2 separate regions of the Ovis aries genome follow, and region 2 is linked to region 1. A link is a contact called in public Hi-C data. All regions are on one chromosome and are shown on one strand. Each heading gives the region's core, a stretch centred on a gene start, on an enhancer-like site or on the middle of the called end of the contact. The rest is flanking DNA. Distances are from core to core; before and after follow the strand shown.

Region 1 (5,564 bases), core at 2,197-4,696:
CTGATACATGCTGCCACATGGATGAACCCTGAAAACATTCTACCAAGTGAAAGAAGCCACACACAAAGGACCACATATTGTACAATTCCATTTATTTGAAATTTCCAGAATAATCAATATTATAAGGACAGAAGGTGGATTAGTGGTTGCCACCTCTTGGGAACATGGGGGTTTAGGGATATGACTGCTAAAGGGTATGCAGTTTCTTTTTGGAGAGATTAAAATGCTCCAAAATTAATGTGGTGATGGTTGCACAACTCTGTGAATATACCTAAAAAACATTGAACTGTACACTCTAAGTGGGTGGATTGTATGGTACGTGAATGATACTTTAAGAAATCTGTTCCCCCACCAAAACCCATGCTTTTCAAATACCTTATATCCCTCATTTGGCATTTATTATACAGTATATTGACTTACAGTTGTTGTTTTTTTTTTCCTGATCAAATGTTGCTTCACATCCCCAAAATAGTGGCAATGATTTCTGAATTGTAGGGTTTATTCCAGATTGGTTTTCTTCATTATATTTTTCAGACTTTTTTCCCAACGGGTGCATATTACTTTTACATATGAAAAACAGACTATACAGAAATGAAATCCCTTTGTGGATTCATCTGATGCTAGTACAATCTCTTACACATAGTAGGTGCTTAGCAATGACTTGTAAGTATTATTGATAATGGAACTAGGTTTGAATTCTATTATAGTTTAAAGTCCTTAAAGTCCTTTGGTAACTTATGTGACTTTGTTATTGGTAATAGAGTTCAGGAAAAACAAATGTTACTTTGTGATTATAAACCTTAAAAGACTTAAAAAGCATTTTCACTGAAAGAAAAAAAAATATGCTTTAGTTTGAATACCAATTTTGATAGCAGATACTTCAGAGATATGGTGGATTTACTCCTAATGCTTGTTTTCCACGGATTCAGCTATGTCATTTGGGTCAACGGGCTCTCCCAACTCCTAGTCACTCCGTGCGGTGGCATCTGCCTAAAGTGGTATTTCGTATCAGTGTGCTGGATCATTTTCTCAATTATTCACTTCATGTTTCTTCACGGAGACTAGGTCACCTTCTGACTGTATTTTACTAACCCTTTTCCTCTGCTTGCGGTCTTCACTCTTTTTTGTAATTTCTCCTCCCTCCCGTTCTTTCTGGTCAGCTGGCTTGTGCTGAGCACTAATTATATGCCGGCCACGGTTTTGGTTCTTTCACATTCAGAACTCCTGTTTGCTCCTCACAATGATTTGCTGAAATGTTGCCATGTCAACCTCATTTGAGATGAGGAAACTGAGGCACGTATTGTAAGTGGCAGGGCCTGGACTGGGCCTGGTAAGGCGGCTTGGTGTGCAGTTAAGAGTAGATCTGGCGCCAGGCTGTCTGGGCTTGAATCAGGGCTTCACTGCTCACCAGCTGTGCGGCACCCTTCTCTGTCCCCTGGTTTTTTTCCTAGGAATGGTAATAGCCTATCTCACAGGGTTGGAATAGGGAATGAATTAGTCAATTATTTGTAATGCACTTAAAACAGTGCCTGGCACAATTCAAGCACCATATAAGTGTTCTAAAAGTAAATAAACTGAAGCCTGTCTGACTCCAAAGCCAGTAATAGTGGAATTTCAGGGCTGCTTTTTTGTTTCATCCCCCTATTACAACAGCAGAATTGGACAAAGACAAAACTTGGACTCTGAACAGGGAAGACACTTAGCTGCTGAGACACCCGTGGACTTCTTGCTCTGTCCACTGTGGTCTGACACCTGCTTCTCACCTGTCTCTCTCATGCTGTTTTTTCCCACCTGATTCTTTCCTTAACACACTCCAGTCACACTGGTCTTCTGTGGGCCTATGACCTCCACCAAACTTATTTCCATCTGAAGGCCTCTGCACCTATCTGAAATGGCTTCTCCAGTTTTTTGTATGGCTAACATCTTTCTCATTCATGTCACCTCATCATGTCAACTCGACAGAAAAACCTTCCTTTGTCATCAGTCGCGTTCTCAGTCGCGTTCTCATGCAAAAAAAAAAAATTTGAACAGGCATGCTCAAATAAAGGTGGCTGAGAAGAGTTTATTGAGACCATTTGGGACTTTCCTGGTGGTCCAGTGGCTAAGAGTTTGTGCTCCAAATGCAAGGGGCCAGGGTTCCTTCCCTGGTCAGGGAACTAGATCCCACATACCGCAACTAAAGAGCTCACGAAAAAGACGGAAGATCTTGCCTGCTGGAACTAAGACCTCCATGTAGCTAAATAAGTAAAAGAGACGATTATCAGGGAGTGGGCAGGCCAGACACCAGAATGAGATGGAGAAGTGGGGTGCAACAAGAGGAGACAGGGGACCGTCAGAGAACTCAACGAGGGGCCCCAGCCTTGCAACCTTCCTCAGAGTGGAGCAGAGCAGCCAATCCCCTAGCCTTCTGCAGTAAGAGGTACCTAAAACATCCCCACGGCCCTCTCCTCCAGCCTGCTGACCTCCTGCCCTCCCTTCCATTATCAGAGCCTGGACCCACAGGTCAGCCTTCCAGGTGAAGGTGGAGAGGCAATCTGAAGTTAGCAATATCCTCTTCCCAGGTCATAGTTTATCTTCTCCTCTTTTATCTGTTTAGCATGTATTACTCTCCACCATTATCTTCTTTTTTATCCCATTTCCTCTAGAACGTAATTATTTTGAGCGCCAAGACTTCCCAGTTCTTTCTCTCCCCACCTCTCCCCCTCTTCCCTTGTCTTTTTTCATCTTTGTGGTCCCAACACATAGTAGGTGCAAAATAAAAATGAGTTAAATCAATCAACACAGGTAGCTTGCCTGGAGAGACAAAGGTTAAAAAGGGTCGTTTATCTTCTTTATCTTACAGAAAGATCAGGCGACTGAACATCCCTGGCACCGGGTCAGAGGGCTGCCCCTCTTTCCCCCCACTTCCGTAGCTAAGGTTGGCGCGGGGTGCGGCAGGTGAGGGCGGCCCCTGCCCGGCTGCGGCAGCGGGGGCTCCCCCGGGGACGCGTGCGCCGCGCTGCCCGCGCGTCTGCCAGGTGGCCGCCCGACTTGCTGGGCCCTCCGCAGCCGGCGGGGCGCGGGGACGTGCGGGGAGGCTGGCCGAATCCCTCTCCCGGTCGCGTTGCGGGCAGGGGAGGGATACACTCAGCGCTCACTCTCGGTTATTTTTAGTCGGTGGCTGACACCCCAGCCCGGGAGGGGGTGGTGCGGAGTCCGCAGAGAAGGTGGGGGTGGGGTGGGGTGGAGAGGGAGCTCGCGGCGCCTGGGCGCTCGCTCCCGCGGGGACACACGGCGCGGCCGAGCCGGGCGGCGCGGGGAACAGCTGCGGCGGCGTGGTCGGCGGCAGCGCGGCGCTCCTCCGGGACCTGCGCCGCGCGGGGGCGGGGCGGGCCGGGGAGGAGAGCGGGCGGGCGGGAAGGGGCGGGGAGCGCGCTCCTGCGGCGGCGGCGGCGGCGGCCGTCCTCATCCCGGCGGCCCGGCGCTCGAGTGGACGCGGGGCTTCGCAAATGGCTTGTCCCGTTCTCGGTCTGGAAGCTCTCCAGCCCCTGCAGCCCGAGCCGCCCCCCGAGCCTGCCTTCTCCGAGGCGCAGAAGTGGATCGAGGTAGGTACCCCGCGGCGGGCGGGCGGGCGGCCTGGCAGGGGCAGCCCGGAGCCGCCGACCCACACACACCAGGACGACAGGTCTGGTCTCGCCTCCCCCACCCCCCGCTTTCTTTTGCCGGCTGCTCCGGATCAGCCGGCAGGGCCTGGAGCGAGCTGCGACCCCCGGACGCTTTGGCGCGAGGGTGGGCGCGTAGGGAGGACACTGCGGTCTAGCTGTGCGTGTCGAGGGCGGGAAGCGGTACCCTGCCCTTCCATCCTTTCTGCCCGCCAGTCGCGCAAATCTCAGCTCTTGCCGCTTCCAGGCGCTGCCCGGGGAAGCGCAGTGCGAGCAGAAGCGCCGCAGAGGCGCATCAAGCGGGAGCCCCCGGAGTCCTTGTGGACGTCGCATTTCGGGAGTCCTGCTCCCCGTCCTACATCCGCCCCGAGCCCCCATCCCCGTTCTTCCGGAGCGGAGTTGTTAATGTCTCACGGAATCGCACACCCACCGGAGCCTCTGGTTGTATTCCTGGCACCGGGTCAGGTGTGAGGCTGGCACAGCACAGTGGGCCCGGGAGCCTGCAAGACCCACCTGCGAATGCACCATCTGCATAGACGTTGCCCATCTACTGGCAGTCCCCTCTCCATCCCAGAGGTGCCGGTTCCTGCCCCCGTTGGCATATTTCACTTCTTAAATGGCTCGGTGGCAGGCCAGGGAAATCACTGGAGCTCTCGGCTGGCTCAGTCCAGGAAGCGCTCGCTGGGCGATCCTGATTCTCGATGTCTATCTGTGGACGCAGCGTGGTGGCCCCGCGCTCCCGAAATGCCGTGTCTGCGGGGCTTAGGACGCTTGGAGGGCGCGAGGGGGTAAAGGTGACCCCCTATGATCCATGCAGTGAGCCTGTTTCAGCAGGCAGCCTTTCTTGAAGCTTAGTGGGAGGCTAATTTGACCCTGTTTTCCTCAGGGACGGGCAGCTCACCCTCCCTGGTAGTTCAAAGAAAGAAATGTACCGCTAAGTCATGATCCGGTAATGGTGAAGCCTGTTATTACTCAGACGGTCACTTAGAGACACCCCCCTGTGGCACCGCACGTCTCGATGCCGTTGTACAGATTGAAATCTGCTGAACTGCCTGGGGAAACCACTTAATGCTGCTCTAATGCTCCAGCCAGAGGCCTGCACCTTACCAGGTTAACCTGCTTCGAGGAAGCAAGAGTGTTGGGCAGAGTGTGATGCTGCTGCTGCTAAGTCGCTTCAGTCAGCGTTTAGAAAGATCTTTTTAAAAATAGGGTTAAAACAAACAAACAAAAACAGAAGAATAAACCCAAAGCTCTGTTGCTATAAGCCCCAATCATGTCTCTCATAATTTGATGGCTCATGACGAGATCATGAGCCATCAAATATCACTTTTGTCTGTGATATGTGGCTGGCATGGCTTGGCCTGTGACAGGTGCTTCCTCTGTGCTTCATACTTGGGTTCATAGGACATCCAGGAAGCATTTGTAGTCACTGGCTTGGTTGAGAGTTGGAGAATTGTGTTTTTCTTGTTCTTGAACTTTAAAATTCTCAGGAGAGATTTTTGATGTGGATGGTGATAAAGGGAGGGATAGGAGCAGAACACTTTACAATTCTTGAAGGCAAGTGGTTTATTCCCAATTTCCTTCATTGTAACACGGACATGCTGTACTTGAAAAAAAAAAGTATTTTGGTATAGTTACACACAGGAGAGTGTATACTTCTTAAGTGCACACCTCCGTGAATTTTGACCTAGGTATATAGTAGTACTATGTTGTTTAATTGCTCAGTCATGTCCATCTCTTTGCAACCCTCTAGCCCGCCAGGCTCCTCTGTCCATGGGATTTCCCAGGCAGGAATACTGGAGTGGGTTGTCATTTCCTTCTCCAGAGAATCTTCCTGACCCAGGGATCGAACCTGCGCTGCGTCTGCAGGTGGATTCTTTACCACCGAACCACCAGGGAAGCCCATATAGCACTATAGCCCCT
Region 2 (5,564 bases), core at 1,517-4,016, 110 kb after region 1:
AGCCGTACATATACATGTATCCATTCTTCCCTAAACTCCTCTCCCATCCAGGCTGCCATATAATATTAAGCAGGGTTCCCTGTGCTATGGAGTATGTCCTTTTGTTTTTTAGATATTCCTTTATTTCTGTTTTTATTTAGGTCCCGGATCTGAGACACCTGTCTTTTTGTTTTACCTGCATGAGTTTGGGTTTTTATGATATTGATGGAATAGCTAGCTCAGTATCTTTTATTACAGTAATGATTTTGTCAATAAAAATATTTGACCCATCAGAGTTATAAAACTTATGACTCAGTAGCAGCATAGCTTTATCAGGTATTATTTTGGAACATGACTGTGTTTATATTTTTCATACAGCTTATTATTAATGTTTGTTTTAGGGCTCATACGATATCATTTTATTAACAGAGAAAATGAACAATCCAATTGGATTCTCTGTTTTTGTAGTCTTCAGAAATCTGTACTACTCTGATGCATTTTTCTAATTTCTCTTATTATATTCATTTGATTTGGGGAGAGAGGGATGATGTTTTCTTGCACAAAAGAGCAACCACAAATTTCCCAGGTGCAGCAAGTAATACACGTTGTCTTCACTAATTAAATAAAAAATGATCAGATTTAAATTTAAAATGATACTGTGCCCTGGACCACCCTCCTTGACCAATGCGGCAGTTTTGAGGAAGATCCACTAAGGTAGGGGCAGGTAGAAGACACTGCCTGTATCAGTTAGCTGTTGCCACATAACCTACCATCTGCTCTAGTTACTGTGCCTCCCTCACTAATTACCCCAAACTTTAGTGGCTGAAAACAATGTCAGACTTTATTTCACTCATAGACCTGCAGTTGGGTCAGAGTTCTGCAGGGGTAGCTTGTCCCTGTTCCATTCAGCATCTGCTGGGTCAGCTTAAGGGCTGGGGGCTGGAATGATCTGTGGCTCTCTTACTCACATGTTTCATGGATGATGCTGGAGGTCAATGAGACCTTGGATAGGACTAACACGATAGTACCTACTTGTGGCCTCTCCTTGTGGCCTAGACTTCCCCACTACATATATGGGGGCTGGGTTTCAAGGACAAGGACAATGTTCTGTTACTATGTAAGAAAGACATGCCAGCCAGTACTCTGTCACTGATGCTCAGACCATCAGAGCTAGAGCACACAGAGGGAAAGGACCATTTGGAAACTGGGCACAGCAAACCTAAAAATCCAGAATTTATACATTAGTTAAATACAGGGAAAATGTGTCTTCTCTACAGGAGGCATGCTATATCAGATACAGTGGGTTTATTGGATACATAACTCAATTTAGACAAGGTTTTTGAAATACTTTAACTTTTCAACAGTCAATTTTATCTTGCTTTCACAGTCTCATTGACATTATTCTACTTATAATAAATTTGATTATTGTTTTATAGGTATAGACTATCTGTTTTCTGGAGGCCATAATAAAACCTAGAGGGAGATTATGGGATCTGAGATCTTTACCTCCATGACTTACAGAAATTAGGTGCATTTTAACCAGTTCCACCATACCGCTGGTTTGGGAAGTGATGTCATATTAGTAAGAACTAACATTTATTGAGCACTTAGTATATTCCAGGCACTGTTGTAAGTAAACCCTTGGTATAAATAGCTCATTTATTTCTCCTGGTAGAACTATGAAGTCATTTTATCATTTTCATTTTAAAAGTGAGAAAACAGTAACCCTAGTAGTTAAGTAAAAGTACAAGTCACTCAGTCATGTCTGACTCTTTGTGACCCCATGGGCTATACAGTCCATGGAATTCTCCAGGCCAGAATACTGGAGTGGGTAGCCTTTCCCTTCTCCAGGGGACCTTCCCAACCCAGTGATCGAACCCAGGTCTCCCACACTGCAGGCGGATTCTTTACCAGCTGAGTCACAAGAGAAGCCCATTAAGTAGCTCGTCCCAAATTATACAGATGTTAGGAGCTGCAGCTGAGTTAAAACATAGGCAGTTTGACTGTAGAGTCTATGCTCCTGATGTGGTGAAGCTAGGAATTTGGAAAGAACCTAGGTCTTTGACTTCCATTTTTTTCCTGAGAAGTCACATGACGCTGCATCTGTGAAGGCTTGTGTACGTGACCTAAACAAATATTTTTCAGATCATCTAAAAGTTCATTTGTAAATGTCACTCTTAGATGCTGATGAGAGATTTTTAAAAAAATCTTTAAAACACCATCTTTTCTCTCCAAAGACTTTGCAATTTTATAAAGGTAGTATTAAGATAAGAACACGCTAGAATATAAGCCAAACATTGGAGAAATAAATGAGAACTTATTGAGTGGGAAATTTCAGAGAAAGGTGAGATGATGGCGCTTTGGAAACAGTAGACATCACTTCTCTGTGATGTGAAACAGAGAGGGGTTTGGGCAGCAAGGAATGGATCTGAGTAACAAATGACTGGCACAGATGGAATTATAATGTTGTTTCCAAAGCACCAATAATTATAATTATTATGCTGAAGTCAAATTGAATTTTGAATAGGCCTTGACAGGTACCTAAGGGATAGAATAGGGGTGGGAAAACACTAATCACGTATGTAGGGAAAGCTGCATGTTGTCAGTCTGGATATGAATAAGGAGAAAGTAGGGCTGTGACTGGAAGGGTGATTAAAGCTGGATGGCTGAGACTCTATTCTGAAGAGCAGGCTGAGGAAGTTGAACTTTTTCCTGAGACAATGGGGAGTAATTGACAGTGTCTGAATAGTGTACTAGAGAGGAAGGAATTTGTGTGACCTGATATGCACTCTTGAGACACGCTGAGTCACTTAGTTGCTATTTAACCTGTGTAAGCTGCTCTCTAAGCCTCACTGGACTCAGTTATAAAATGGGGATAAAAATATTGACCTCCTAGGGTTTTATAGGGAAAAAATGAACTATGATATGTCAAAACCCCAATGCTTGACATAAGCACTGTTTAAATGATGATTTCTGATGTACTTTTATATCGCATATTGTTTTGATGGTGACGATGATTATGGCTGGTTTCATGATAACAATTATCAGGACAAATTAAAGAGGAGACACGTCTGGATGGAGTATCAGTCTTTACTAAGGAAAAAAAAAAACCATATTGGATATTTTAACAGAGGGAATTTAATAGATGGATTGGTAATGGTTTAAGGGCTAAGAAGCCTAAACTGACAGTGAGCCAACCCAGAGATTAGTAATGGTAGGAAGGTGCTACTACTCCTAGAGCTGAAAGGATCAAGGGAGAAAATAGTGTGACCTGAGCCCAGAGAGTGAGGCTGCTCAGTGAGAGATAGAACTGTGATGAAGACTGCCAGTGAGAGCTGGGACTCTGGAAGGGAGGGGACTACTGCTAGAAATGCCACCCGAGGCAACGCTAGGGATGGAGAAGCTCCCTGACTTTTCTACTGCTCCTGCCCACTGTTCACCAAAGCCGCTCACTGACAACTTGCCTGGAAGCCAGTTGTCAGAGGCAGCTGGGAACTAGAAGTCCCCTGTGATGTAAAACAGAGATGGGGCTGGACAGCAGGGAATGGATCTGAGAGGCAACAAATGACTGGCACATGTGGTATTATAATTGGCTATATCTATGCTGAGACAATGGGGAGTAATTAACAGTGTCCAGTATGGTCGCCACGAGCCACATGTAACTGTTTACATGAAATGAGATTTAAAGTTCCCGTTCTTAGGTGCACTAGCTGTATTTCAGGTGCTCAATAGTCACATGGGGCTTGTGGCTACCATATTGGACAGTGCTGATATAGAATATCTCCATCATTGCAGAGGGCTCTATTGGGCAGTGCTGGTATATAAGCTGTCATTAGGATGTATTAGGGTAGTGCAAATAGAAAGGTAAATTTAGATTTGAGAGGCAGTGAAGGAATAAATTGAACAGACCTCATAAAATAATGGAATGATGAAGACCGGGGTGGGGGGTTGCAAAGAGAAGACAGGTACTGACATTCATCTCTGTGGCAAAGCTTCTAGTAGTAGTTTTAGAAGTAACAGGAAAACCAGGAGAAGGATCTGCTTTGGAAGGAGAGATGCTAAACTTGTTGCTATCCAGAAAGCTATGTATGTGAAGCTATCTAGGCGTCATATTGGGATCTTGTTAGAGACTGGACTAGTAATGTAAATTTGAAAGCTGCTCTCAGTGAAGTGGTGGTTGAAGTTTTGGGAAGAGAGCCATCCACTAAATTGAGTTGTTTAAGGGTATAGGTGCAGAGTACCTGTGACCCAAGCCTTGGCAAATCAGGAAATGGTGATTCCATCTAAAATTGTCAGTCATGGAGCCCAACTGCAAAGAATGGTTAGCAAAAGCTGAAACAGTAGTGATGGGTTAGGAGAACAGGGCAATTGGAGATCTCAATGGAAACAAAATGTTGATCTAGTAGGTGGGAGGTAGTGTCAAGGATAAATGGAAAGCAGGTGAGCAGATGCTGCCATTAGGAAACATTCTGAGTTAGGGATCTGTTTGGAGATGCTACCCAAGGTGGGGTGCAGATGAGGTTTGAGGTGAGGGAGACATGGAATGGAGGAGCCTCTCATTTGCAAAAGAAGAGATTTAAAGACTTACATCCTTTTTGAAGTTGAAATTACTGTGGATTGTTTCATTTAATAAATATTTTTGAGCTTTTGCTGTGTGACCAGCCCTGCAGTAGGCACTGGGCATATGTATGACAGTTCTAGCCCTGCCTCTTAAAGGGATGCATAGTCTAAACTAGAGTAAGAGTCTCTTTGGGGTGGGGGTGGGGTGGATCTTGTTTAAAACACTGGTGCTGGGTCCACCCCTAGAGGGTCTGAGAGATCCAGGGTTTGGAGACAGGGGAAATAGAGGGTGGACTGTGAGGCAGCAGAACAGAGAGAGCAGAGGTGATTCTGGTCCTGCGGAGAAGATTGTCACAAACTCAGGTCTAGGCCACAACACCTTCCAAGAAAGAGGTAGGACAGAGACAGAAGGCAGGTTGTTGACCCACACTGAGGCAGGAAGAAAGCCAGAGAGGCAGGCTTTTGTTTCTGGAGGAGTTTGCAGAGGTTGGTGGTTGTTTTTCAGTTGCTCAGTCATGTCCATGGGGTCGACTCTTTGCAGCCCCATGGACTGCAGCATGCCAGGTTCCTCTATCCTCCACTATCTCCTGGAGTCTGCTCAAATTCATGTCCACTGAGTCAGTGATTCCGTCCAACTATCTCATCCTCTGCTGCCCTCTTCTTTTGCCTTCAATCTTTCCCAGCATCAGGGTCTTTTCCAATGAGTCAGCTGTTCACATCAGGTGGCCAAAGTACTAGAGTTTCAGCTTCAGCGTCAGTCCTTCCAGTGAATATTCAGGATTGATTTCCTTTAGAATAGACTAGTTTGATTTCCTTGCAGTCCAAAGGACTCTCAAGTGAAGTGAAGTGAAGTGAAAGTGCTCAGTCATGTCTGACTCCTTGCAACCCCATGGACTGTAGCCCACCAGGCTCCTCCAACCATGGGATTCTCCAGGCAGGAATACTGGAGTGGGTTGCCATTTCCTTCTCCAGGGGATCTTCCCAACCCAGGGATCGAACCCGGGTCTCCTACATTGGAGGCAGAC

Evidence for each region. Hi-C and Micro-C count contacts between places; a contact is called where the count stands out from the background.
Region 2: a Hi-C map of tail adipose tissue shows a contact between it and region 1, with 2.3 times the contacts expected there. The contact joins the enhancer-like site here to the promoter of LIMCH1 in region 1. A contact is called at or near these places in 2 of 16 Hi-C or Micro-C datasets (mixed tissues and tail adipose tissue).

The regions. Positions count from the first base shown.
Region 1 is chr6:60,932,265-60,937,828 of ARS-UI_Ramb_v3.0, forward strand. It overlaps LIMCH1 (LIM and calponin homology domains 1), which reads left to right and starts at 3,447. Exons shown (of 27, transcript XM_060417028.1): 1 at 3,447-3,584. The coding sequence starts at 3,489. It overlaps LOC132659945 (a long non-coding RNA gene), which reads right to left and starts at 4,360. Exons shown (of 2, transcript XR_009601030.1): 1 at 4,155-4,360.
Region 2 is chr6:61,038,790-61,044,353 of ARS-UI_Ramb_v3.0, forward strand. The region is part of intron 1 of LIMCH1 (LIM and calponin homology domains 1); the gene reads left to right. Among named protein-coding and RNA genes, the nearest start is that of LIMCH1, 110 kb to the left of the region's middle. Within about 2 kb of position 2,767, at least 4 of the 54 cell types and tissues checked have an H3K27ac peak or open chromatin away from gene starts, as enhancers often do.